Linked DNA regions of Mus musculus: region 1 is linked to region 2. Evidence: chromatin contacts called from public promoter capture Hi-C data. All regions are on one chromosome and are shown on one strand. Each heading gives the region's core, a stretch centred on a gene start, on an enhancer-like site or on the middle of the called end of the contact. The rest is flanking DNA. Distances are from core to core; before and after follow the strand shown. Region 1 overlaps Phactr2 (phosphatase and actin regulator 2). Region 2 holds the start of Ltv1 (LTV1 ribosome biogenesis factor).

Evidence for each region. Promoter capture Hi-C pulls out the DNA fragments that hold promoters and counts their contacts.
Region 1: a promoter capture Hi-C map of macrophages shows a contact between it and region 2, with 6 read pairs. The contact joins the enhancer-like site here to the promoter of Ltv1 in region 2. A contact is called at or near these places in 2 of 39 promoter capture datasets (macrophages and stem cell-derived epiblast-like cells), 7 of 484 Hi-C or Micro-C datasets (bone marrow-derived macrophages, muscle stem cells, myeloid progenitors and 3 more), 3 of 115 datasets of contacts at active chromatin or transcription factors (bone marrow-derived macrophages, embryonic stem cells and forebrain) and 4 of 9 other capture datasets (adipose tissue, liver, macrophages and 1 more).

Annotation. Positions count from the first base shown.
Region 1 is chr10:13,297,366-13,303,338 of GRCm38.p6, reverse strand. The region is part of intron 1 of Phactr2 (phosphatase and actin regulator 2); the gene reads left to right. Among named protein-coding and RNA genes, the nearest start is that of Gm46211, 74 kb to the right of the region's middle. Within about 2 kb of position 2,953, at least 31 of the 459 cell types and tissues checked have an H3K27ac peak or open chromatin away from gene starts, as enhancers often do. A contact at or near this core is called in adipose tissue, bone marrow-derived macrophages, macrophages and 1 more, where this site is marked.
Region 2 is chr10:13,190,508-13,195,873 of GRCm38.p6, reverse strand. Ltv1 (LTV1 ribosome biogenesis factor) reads left to right here and starts at 2,737. Exons shown (of 11, transcript NM_181470.4): 1 at 2,737-2,846; 2 at 3,635-3,766; 3 at 5,129-5,299. The coding sequence starts at 2,844.

The DNA of each region.
Region 1 (5,973 bases), core at 1,704-4,203, 110 kb before region 2:
GCCTTGGGACCCTGCATGACGAATCGACATAAATCCTCCTCTGTGGGATCTCTCTTCCAGCATCCTGTTTTCTCTCTATATGCCTGCAAAGTTCATGTCTGTCTCCAGGAAATAATCCAGGATTATGTGTGGCCAACAGTTTCTTAGCAGATACCTGCTTTGGAGACTTGATGAGGTTACTAGGTAATAGTTGGAGATGATAGAAGATAGATAGATGCATAGATAGATAGATAGATAGATAGATAGATAGATGATACATACATTCATACATACATACATACATACATACATACTATAAAACATTTTAAGAGATCGTACCCACCTTTCTTTTGGCTGGTCTGTTGATATTTCTGCCCTATTCATCCTATGGGAAACTTTCCATGATTTTGGGTGAATGAAAATTTGGCCATGGACTTTAAATTATGTTATTGACTAGATTTTATTTTTATTTATGCACTTTTTTGTTTATTAAAATAATGTGATTGAATCTAGGGCCTTTTACATACTAGGCTGGCATTCTATATAGGATCGGTCTATATCCCAAGCCTGCACACACACACACACACACACACACACACACACACACAGAGAGGGGGGGGGCACATACCTGTAGATAACATCGTCATGGGTCCTCATCACTATTTGTGTACCATATTTTCTGAGACAGAGTCTCCCACTGAGTATAAAGATCACCTGTACTGCTAAGCTATCAAGCAAGTCCCAGAGGTCCGTCTGCCTTCACCTCCCCAATGCAGAGGTGCCACCACATCCAGCTTTTTACATGGGTCCTGGGGTTCCAAACTCAGGCTTTCAAACTTGTCTAGCAAGCACATTACTAACTGGGCAATCTCCCTAGCCCCTTCCCTAATCTTTTTTGTTTCTTTTCTGTATTGAGATAGGGTGTTACTAAATTGTCCAGACTACTATTGAACTCAGTCTGTGTAACCCAGCAAGAATTTGAACTTGAAATCCTCCTGGCTTCCTATATATTGGTGATTATATACCCAATTCACCAGGGCTACATTTTGTTTTGTTTTGTTTAACTTAATATTTTATATATAAGACCTTTCATTTTCTCCCCTAATTTTCATCCATCTGTGTGTGCTCAGCCTAAACAGGGTGATCATTATCCCCAAACCAATGAGGTGAAACTCTGTCTTACTTGGCAGGTTGTCCACAAAGAATGTACAGGAATTGTCTTCTTTTCCCGAGTCCAGCAACCCTTCATTCACCCCAGAGTCTGGAGTTGCTGTAGGAGATGCTAAGGGCCTGAGGGTAGCAAGGTCAGAGACTGCTTGGTTCCTGTCTTAGTTTTCATTCCTTTAGCCACTTCTTGTTCCTATACCAACCCCTCATCTGTTGGTAAAGAAACCTTTGCTTATCATGGCTGTAATGGTTTTCAAAAATTAAAATACTTTGTGTTTTTATTAAATTTGATTTTTTTTTACATTCACAAAATGACCCTTTGCCCACTCAATCGGAATCCCATTAATCCCCATACATGAATGACTTTATTTAATCTGTAGAATACCCTGTAGCAAGTCTAGGGGATGCTGTGCACGTCAGTGAATCAGGATGTCACACAGCTGCACAAACAGACTATCCTACACTTCGGGCCACAAGTTTAAACTCTGGAATTTTCTGTCAGAGCTTAACGGGCAGACGGAAATCTTTAGTAGCGTTTTCCTTTGGGAATTCAGAAGGAATGGCCGCTTCTGTTTTTTGTTTTTTTGTTTTTTGTTTTTTTTTTAAGTTTAAAAAATTGATACTTTTGAATTTTGAGAATTAATTTTATGGTAAATAACAATTCTCTGTACAATGAAATGAGAACACTCAATGGAAAATGAGGGGGAAAATATCTATTAAATTAACACTACACTGTGCCTACCACAAATGTAAATGAACTGTGATGGCATGAGACGTTGTTTGAGAGATCAAAACAGTACCTTCCCCAACTCTGGACAAATCCAAGCACGTGGCTGAGGGCAAAAACAGGGCATGATTCACGCTCTGCATTTATATCTTATACTCTTTTGAAACAGAGATTTACTCTCACCCACAACAGCACTCTCTTCCTGTTTTATGTAAAGGGCGTTGTGGAGGCAGACCAGAGCTCTGTCTCATCAGCCCTATGACCTTAGACAAATTACCTGATTTCTCTGGGCTTCCCCTTCCTCTTGGACTAAATGGAACAATATAAATAGGACCTATTCCCTGTTCTGTAGTGATGGGTGATGAGCAGTATCCATGCAGCACTCAGAGCTGGTCTTCAATGTGACTCAGCCAACGCAAGTGGAGAACCAAGAGAACCCTGAGTAGCTGGAGAGGCACCGTGAGATCACTTAGCCCAGTATCCTGATTTACAGCGTTGAAAAATCGGGGTCCTCACTCAAGGTCATGGGGCTGCTGCTGAAGTAGCTGAGTTGGTCCGGGATCCAGATCTCTTCTCTCTGGCTTACAGTTCACCGCCCTGATTTCATGATCAAAATCCAGAACAGTAACCGAGATTTATTGGCTGTCCTGGTTGTGCAACGCCTGCTTTGCTTTCTGGTTTACAGTTGGCTGCTTTAGAGATAGCAGGAGATGCTTCTGGCTCCCTGGATATGCTCAGGGATGCTAATGCAGGCAGCCTGGTGGAAGGGAAGTTCCCTGAATCAGATGACTGGCACTGTGCATCTGCCATTCATGGGAAGTCCAAAACTCTCCTGTTTCTCTTTGAACTCTTCATATTTGATCATTTCACATGGTCAAAAACATGACCTTATAAGTTGTTCATATTTTCCCATAAATATATTTCATGTGTCTATTGTGAGCTCAGCCCGGCAATAGCAAGAAGCTACGAAACGCTCAACCATCCTGGACTCACTCCCTGCAGGGTACTTGTTCCCTTCTTAATTCTCTCATCTGACCCCAGGTCACAGTCCTTCCTAAGAAACACTCCCAGCACACTCAGCTAGAGTTCCTTCCTCCCTCCCATGAGTCCAGTTGACTTTTGGTTTTGGTTTGCATGGCCCACTGGCTATGTCTGCTTCCTCAGCAGAGTGCGAGCGATTTCAGAGCAAGAAGTCAGTCGATCCCACTGGCTCTGTGATCTCCCTGGATTTTCCAGGTACATAGCATTGAGTTGAAGCCAGCCTTGTAAGAAACTGGTTGGGATTACTAGTGCTAGAAGCAGGTGGCTATGACTTAAAATCCAAACTCCGGCATTTAACTCTTGTGTTACTGCAGTAGGATAACTTTTATATTACTTACTCAGTATATTTTTAATCTTTGTCTTTGTGAATATAAACAAGTGCACACGGAATGCCTGATCCCCAGTTAGGTTCTCAGTCTCAATGGCTCTCTCACTATTTAATTGCAGAAATAATGCCCTCTTTCAATACCTGTCTCTCACACTGTTGTGAAATTAGCCCAAATTAGTGCAGGCAAAGCACTTTGCTGAGTTTGTGGCAAATAGTAAGTGCTCAAGAAATATGAGACATTATGCGTTCTGTTATTACTAAATTAATACTTCTGGCTGTTGGGAGAGCAAAAGCATCCAATGTGGTCCAATGAATGAATAGCTCATGCTCTCTGCTTCTTAGGAGCCTAGGGACAGAAGCATAAACCTTGGGGTTTCTTTTCCCTCATTGTCCAACGCTTCTCTCATCATGGGAAATGAGGACGCTCCATAATTACAGAATAAATTTCAGCCCTTTGAATTGGCTTTTGAGTGTCAAAATTTTATTGTTAAAATGACCTCAGTGACTTAAAAATGAAGGACAGGGAAACATTGAATCCTGAATGTGTCACTCTGTATCAGCTGTACGTGACAACTCTCCTTACATGGATGCGTGCACACATGTGTGTTGGGGGATGAGTTTGGAATCTCCCCTCTGTACCTGGCCTCTCCTTAACAGTGACTAAGTCCTTGCTAATGTGGTGTGGACAGTAACCCCACTCTCCACTCTTATAGAAAATGTTGACTACTACTGAATCTGAGTAAGTCATGTGCTAAAACGTGCTGAAATAGCAGAATGGCGGTCTTTAAAAACCCCCAGTGCCAAAATACTAGAAAAGGAAAGTGTTAGGAAAGGGAAGGAAGATGGACAACTGGAAATGTTATCTCCCCCAAATCCAGGGGGCAGAAACCTTTTGTGTACTCCTCCATGCATCTTAGAGCAGAAAGGACCCTAAAAATACAGATCTCTAAGTTTATTTACCTCGTTGGGGGCTATGATACATTAAAATATGACTTGTCAAGCCGGGCAGTGGTGGAGCACGCCTTTAATCCCAGCAGTTGGGAGGCAGAGGCAGGTGGATTTCTGAGTTCAAGGCCAGCCTGGTCTACAAAGTGAGTTCCAGGACAGCCAGGGCTATACAGAGAAACCATGTCTCGAAAAACCAAATATATATATATACATATATGACTTGTCTTTTAGAATAGTTCTGGATTTGGGAACCTGTGGGCAAGAGTGCTTGTTACATAAGCATCAGGACCTGGGTTTGAACCTCCAGCACTCCCATAAAAAGGGGACTTGATGGTTTGTGCCTGGACCCCGAGCACTGTGCTGAGCAGAGACAGGAGGACCACTGAGGCATGCTGGCTGTCAGCCTAGCCCTAAGTTCAGGGAAGGACCCTGGCTCAAGGGAATAAGACAGAGATAGCTAGAACCAGGCACCCAGTGTCCTTAGATCTGTGAGCTGGGGCATGGGTGAGCACAGCCACACACATTTGAACATACACACACAGACATGTATTGTTTAAAATAAAAGAATAGTTCTAGATTTGCAGAAAATGTGGAAAGATAGTCATATTCTCATATACTGCTGCCTTTATTTTCTCTTTCTCTTAGTCTCTTGTGTATGTGATAAACTTATTCCAACAAAAGGACAGACAGTGGCACCTTCTTACAAGCTACAATTTATTAGAATCTCAGCAGTGTTTCCTTGATGTCACTGTGTTTGATGAAGGATCTCACTAAGGACCCATGTCACGGCCTCCCACTTCAGTTACTCAGACTCCGTTAGTTTTTAATTACCTTGTTGGTCTGAGGTGCATCGGTCAGGTATATTAGACATGTCCCTCAACTCAGCCTTTTCTGACAGTTTCCCGTAATGTCGCTGGCTTGTGGGTTTTGAAGATCCAGATGGATCACAACACGTGAAGGTTGCTACAGTAAACACAATCTATCACAGATGACAATGACCTTGGACTCCTTGGATGAGGTGATTCTGTGCCCTTTATTATGAAGTTAGTGATGGCTAACGTCGTCATCCTCCACACTTCTGCTCTCAGAAGGAACTGCACTGTGGTAGCATTTAAGGCATGGGAAGGTAAGCGCCTTCTACAGATTATCGGACCTCATCTGGACAGATTCCTTTTGTCCCAAATTTATTTATTTAATATTTATTTGTGTAAATATGGACCCATAGATATTTATTTTAGATTTTTGGTTATAAGTTAGTACTATATTATTTAGTTTACCCCAATTGTTCAAACATTTGACTTTGCATATCCTTTGAGTTCCTGCCCATGTTTCTCTGACATCTACTGTTCAGTTTGTTTAGAGTATCCCCTTACATCCTAGCAATATAAGATGATAAGGGCTCATCAATAGTTCTGTGTCCCAACCCTGGAAGTGTCCATTTCTGTACAGACTGGACTTTTTGATTTTCCCTTCTTGAAGAACACTATCAGAAACCAAGAAAGAGCATATGTGCCTGGCAGTGTGTATGTCCATGCTGATAATCTACTTCCTGTCTTCCTATCTTGCAAAACTCAAGTTTATGCAGTTATGTCCAAACTGTCATTGGTGTCATGTAGAACATTCTAGATTCTCACTTCGCTATCTGTAACTTCCACCATCAGCCATCCACTTGTATAGCATCTCACCATATCCATACAGAGATTTCTAACCTGTGCCCAAATTGGGTGTCCTATAGTTGATTCTTTTCCTCTTCTTCATTGGTCATTCATCTTACTTCCAAAGA
Region 2 (5,366 bases), core at 1,488-3,987:
AAAGAAAAGGAAAGGAAAGAAAAAGAATAGAAAAGAGGTCTGGAGAAATAGCTCAGAGATTAAGAGCACTGACTGCTCTTCTAGAGGTCCTGAGTTCAATTCCCAGCAACCACATGGTGGCTCACAACCATTTATAATGGTATCGGTATCTGATGCCCTCTTCTACTGTGTCTGAAGAAACTATAGTGTACTCATATGCATTAAAAAAATAAATAAATAAATAAATAAATAAATCTTAAAGAAAGTACACCTTAAAAAAAGAAAAAGAAAAGAAACGAAAGGTCTTTAGGCTGGCTTGACACACTCCTTTAATCCCAGCACGCAGGAGGCAGAGGCAGGATGATCTCTGAGTTTGAGGATAACCTCATCTACAGAATGAGTACCACAGCCAGGGATACACAGAGGAAACCCTGTCTCAGGAAAAAAAAAAAAACAACAACCCATAAACAATCATAAATAAATGCATTTTCCAAATACACTGCTGGGCTATCACAGGTAGACAGGTTGCAGTAGTGCTGGGACAACTCTGCGGTGGTTTGGGATGTTAGCTGATGTCATTCTTAGCTTTGGGGTTGGTGGAAACAGTGGTTGCAAGAATACATGTCAAATGTTTTACCTAATAGCCAAAAGGTTGCCAGGTCAGACCCAGAGGAGGACAATGAGTTAGCTACTAAGGGGGTACTGAATATAGGCAACATTCCAACTTTCCACAATCATGAAGTTCTAATTAGTCATTTAAAATCTTCAACACAAATATGGCTTTTTCTTCTGGGAATTTTGGGTTGCAGTAAAAATGCTCATAAGGGCACCTAATAGCCCCTCTCTCACAGAGTCATAGTGGGGAAATTGGTTATTCAGGTAGAATGCCAAATCATTAATTCCCATAAACAAATATTTATTGGGTGTGTGTATCAAGAACTAGATCCAGTAGTAAATAAAACAGATTGAACTGAGCCTGGTGCTTCCCATATAAATCTTGCTTTCAAATAGCAAAGAATGATGGCTAGTTAGCATAAAGATATGTTAAACTATATATGTACTTTACAAAACATTTTCTCATGACAAAACGTGTGGTTCTGATCTAAACTATTTCCATTATTTTTCTTGTAGAAAAAGAACAGTAGCCCACAAACATTTACAATGATAATATTTGGCTATAATTATAGAGACATTTCAACAGAACTCAAGACATTGAAGAAAAAAAAAAAACCACTAGCAATTGGGAATGAGAAAGCAAGCGTCTACTGATAGAATGTTGGATTATTTCATCACGCTCCTCTCCAGCATCCGACGGAAATCTTCCTAAGAAATTACACTTAAAATCCTATTTGCTTAAGGCACCACAAAATATGTGAGCAACAACTTGGGGGATGGAGATGTAGTCACAGAAAACGTGTTAGGGTGCTCTCCGAGCATGCAGGAAGCCCTGGCTGGCTTCAGTCTTCAGCATCACACACATCGAATACGCCCAACACTAGCGTGATGCAAGTAGGAGGATACGTAGTTCAAGTTGGACAGAAGGCTGGGCTACATGAGACACTGTCTCAAAAAACAAAAACAAAAAACCACCTTGGGTTTTTATTAGTTTTCATCTTAAAAAAATATGCAATCATCAGAGCTTCGGAATTTATTTTATTACATCAAATGCCCCTAAAACCAATAATCTTAGTGTTGTGATCATAAAAAGAGAAAGAGCTATTACGATAAGTTCTGGCGGGGTCTGGGAGAAGGGGGTATAGAGTTTATTCAGGGCATGGAGAGGGGAGTTAAGAAAGTAGACGAGGCAGAGAAAGGCAGAGAGAAGGAGAGAGTAGTGAAGTAGAGGCGGGCCATGACACATGGAGCAAGGGGGGGAGGGAATGGGGAGCAAGAGGGCAAGAGGCAAAAGAAAGGCAAATGAGAGAGGATGGGAGAGGGGGAGACAAGCAGCCCCTTTTATAGGGCCAGGTCTACCTGGCTGTTGCCAGGTAACCGTGGGGCAGCGAATACCTGGCAATTGCCAGGTATCTGTGGGGGTGGAGTCCAGACAGAATACCAACACTTATGGACTGTGCTAAAGGTACGGTTGGGAGTTGTTCATCAAAAAGATGTAATACGAAAACCCTAAAGATGTTAGACTCTGCCTATTGAAGCTAGGCCTTGGTTGGACATTGCTAGGCAACTGATTCCCCTTAGGTCAAGAAGCCAGGGAAGGCCAGGGAGTGGTGGAGCACGCCTTTAATCTCGGGAGGCAGAGGCAGGCGGATTTCTGAGTTTGAGGCCAGCCTGGTCTACAGAGTGAGTTCCAGGACAGCCTAGGGCTACACAGAGAAACCCTGTCTCGAAAAACCAACCAACCAACCAACCAAACAACCAAACAACCAAACAAACAAACAAACATATTAAAAAAAAAAAAAAAGAAGAAGAAGAAGCCAGGGAAGTGACCACTTTCCTGTCATGAACCTGCACAGCCTTGGTCTTGTTTTCGTTTGTTTTTGATTGTTTTTGTTTTGTTTGTTCTGAGTTAAGCACAGGTAAGGAATATCTGAAGCCCCAGGTTGGAACCTGAAACTTGCCCTCAGGTAAGTAGGCTACTCCCTGCCGCCACCAACTCCAGCCAGAAAGCCCCGCCCACTGAAGGTCCTGCTAGCCCCACCTCCCGGAAGTCCCCGGGAAGGTTCTGTCACCGCGGGCTCACGCAACTTCCGGCTACAGCCTAGCGGCTCGCCGGCGATTGGCTCCTTGCCCCGCCATCGTGTGACGTGCTGCCCTAGCCCTGTGGACCCACGTGTGGAGCTGCCGGCAGGTACCGGGGAGCGGCGGTTCGGCTGCCGCGGTTCCGGAGAGGGTGTCCCTGCCTCATCATGGTGAGAAAACCGCGGTGCTCCGGGAGGGAGCCGCTCCCTGCGGCTGACTTAGGCCACTGGCCGCGTGGCTTGGTGCCCCGAGTCCTGTCACTCTCCCGGCACCAGTCACCTTCGTCACCCCCGGGGCACTTCGGAAGGAGAAAGAAGGTTTCCCTTTCGCCAAACGCCCGGAGTTTCCAGTCCTGAAGGCTTTGGGTAACTCCGTCCCTGTGACGCAGAAGCTCCGCCCCCTGCTTCCGGGGTTCACTTGGGCCACTGGGTAGCAACTCTGGTTAGACCCAGAGCTGAAGAGCAAATACGAATGTATCGAGGAGTAAATCATCTGAACCTTAGTTGTCTGTGCCCTAATCTTATTTACTACCTTGTAGATGAAGTGTCTGTCTATATTTTCTTGTGGCAGGCTCCTTGTCTTGTTGATAAAACTTTTCGGGGACCTTCCCAGAGCACCCATTAAGAGAGACTTCAGGCATTTGCTTTTGATTTGAAAATCCTGTTTGATTTTCCCTCTTACTGATTTACTTGCTAAGAGCGGAGAGTTTCTCACACTGCCCCACATATTCCCCAGCACCTTTGAACAAGTGTCTCAGAGTAGGTGCCTAGCCAGGGTTTGTTGGCGAAGGTAAGTATGGATCCTTCAGGAGACAGGGACTCCTGTCCTGTCTGGCTTAGGTGTACAAATCTGAAATATCTGTTCACCCTCCACATGCTTAACTGAGTGTACCTGTGGCTGTGGCGTTGCCCACTGTGTGGGGGTTCTGTTTTATTGACCTTTCCTGATTATTTTGTAGCCTCACAGAAAGAAAAAGCCCTTTATAGAGAAGAAGAAAGCTGTGTCTTTTCACCTGGTCCACCGGAGCCAGCGAGATCCTTTAGCCGCAGATGAAACTGCACCCCAGAGGGTTCTCTTGCCTACACAAAAGGTAGGTCCTGTTCTGGAGCCACTACGTTTTTAGGTGAATGGTAGTTTTGTAGTCCTGAACATGGAACCCAGGGAACTTAAGCATGCCGGGCATTCTCAGAAGTTGGTCCTCTTAAAAAAATAAAAAAAAGAGCTGTGACTCAGTTTCCAGTTTCTGTGCTGATGTTTGATGTTGTGTATTTATTTTGATTGACAGGCTAAAGCATCTTTGAGATTATTAAATAAAGAGATCTTATAGAATATTAGTCAAGTTCACTAGTTCACAGCCTCCATCTGCACAGTATTATTTAGGCTATGGCGGTATGCTCAGTCTCTGCTTTCTCTTGGGATTCCCCCATATTACAGTAGTCTTCCATTTGCCCCCTCGTCTCTCATGTCATGAAATACAGAACATCCAAGCTCATGGATAGCTTTGGCAATCCTAGAGGGGCCGTGAGTAGGTTGGTTTATGTTAGCATCACACTTGTTAAAGATGGATAATGGAAACATTTTGGGGGATGCTGGAAAGATGGCTCAGTGTTTAAGTACTTGCTGCTCTTGCAGAGGACCCAGGTTCGGTTCCCAGCACCCATATGTAGAGTCACAGCCATCTATAACAACTGTTCCGGGGGTTTTGCTACTCCCTTTTGTCCTCTGTGTGTATTAGCTGCACATACACACTCATTAAAAGTGTAAAAAAACGTTTTAAGTATTTCGAGGCATTTGCCTCCCTTTAACTTTTCCTTAAAGCCACCCATTACACCACTTCATGAAAAGCTTTCTTTGGGTATAAGTACAAGAAACTATACTTACTGTCAAAGCTTCCAAATCTTTTCTTCTAAGCCTCCAGTGACATTTTTTGAGTGTATGTTACATATATTTCTTACCTAGATTTGCCATGCAGAATTGTCTAGTTGAAAGACTCGTTCTCTATGCCCCAGTACAGGGGAACGCCAGGGCCAAAAAGGAGGAGTGGGTGGGTAGGGGAGTGGGGGTGGGTGGGTATGGGGGACTTTTGGTATAGCATTGGAAATGTAAATGAGCTAAATACCTAATAAAAAATTAAAAAAAAAAAAGAAAGAAAGACTCGTTCTCACTCGTGTTATGTGTATGTGCTCCTGCTTCACTTTGTCTTTGAGACCAGGTCTGCGTTTTTCAGGCTTGTCATACCATACGTTGGTGGGTTCTAATGGCCTGCCTCAGCCTGGCTTGTTGTCATTCTGTTATAATTGTATGTAGCACTATGTTTTGGACTCTCTGTAGTTGTGGTATTTGTCAGGAACTAATGATTCCTATCAGCCACTATTCCTGTGCTGTCTACAAAAGTTGTCAGGGTCCTGGCCTTACTCGTGGCAGGATAGCTAACTCCGTGTTGTTGTCCAAGGTCAATGACGAGGAAAGACGGGCTGAGCAGAGGAAGTACGGCGTGTTCTTCGACGACGATTATGATTACTTGCAGCACCTGAAGGAGCCCTCTGGGCCCGCAGAGCTTATCCCCAGCACCTCCTTTGCCACACCCCTCTGCGACAAGACAGAAGACCCCTGCGTATACTCAGTAAGCTTTCTCGGCCCCTTTACATGTGAAACCCTGCAGCAATGGGGAGACTCCTCGTTTTTAAGTC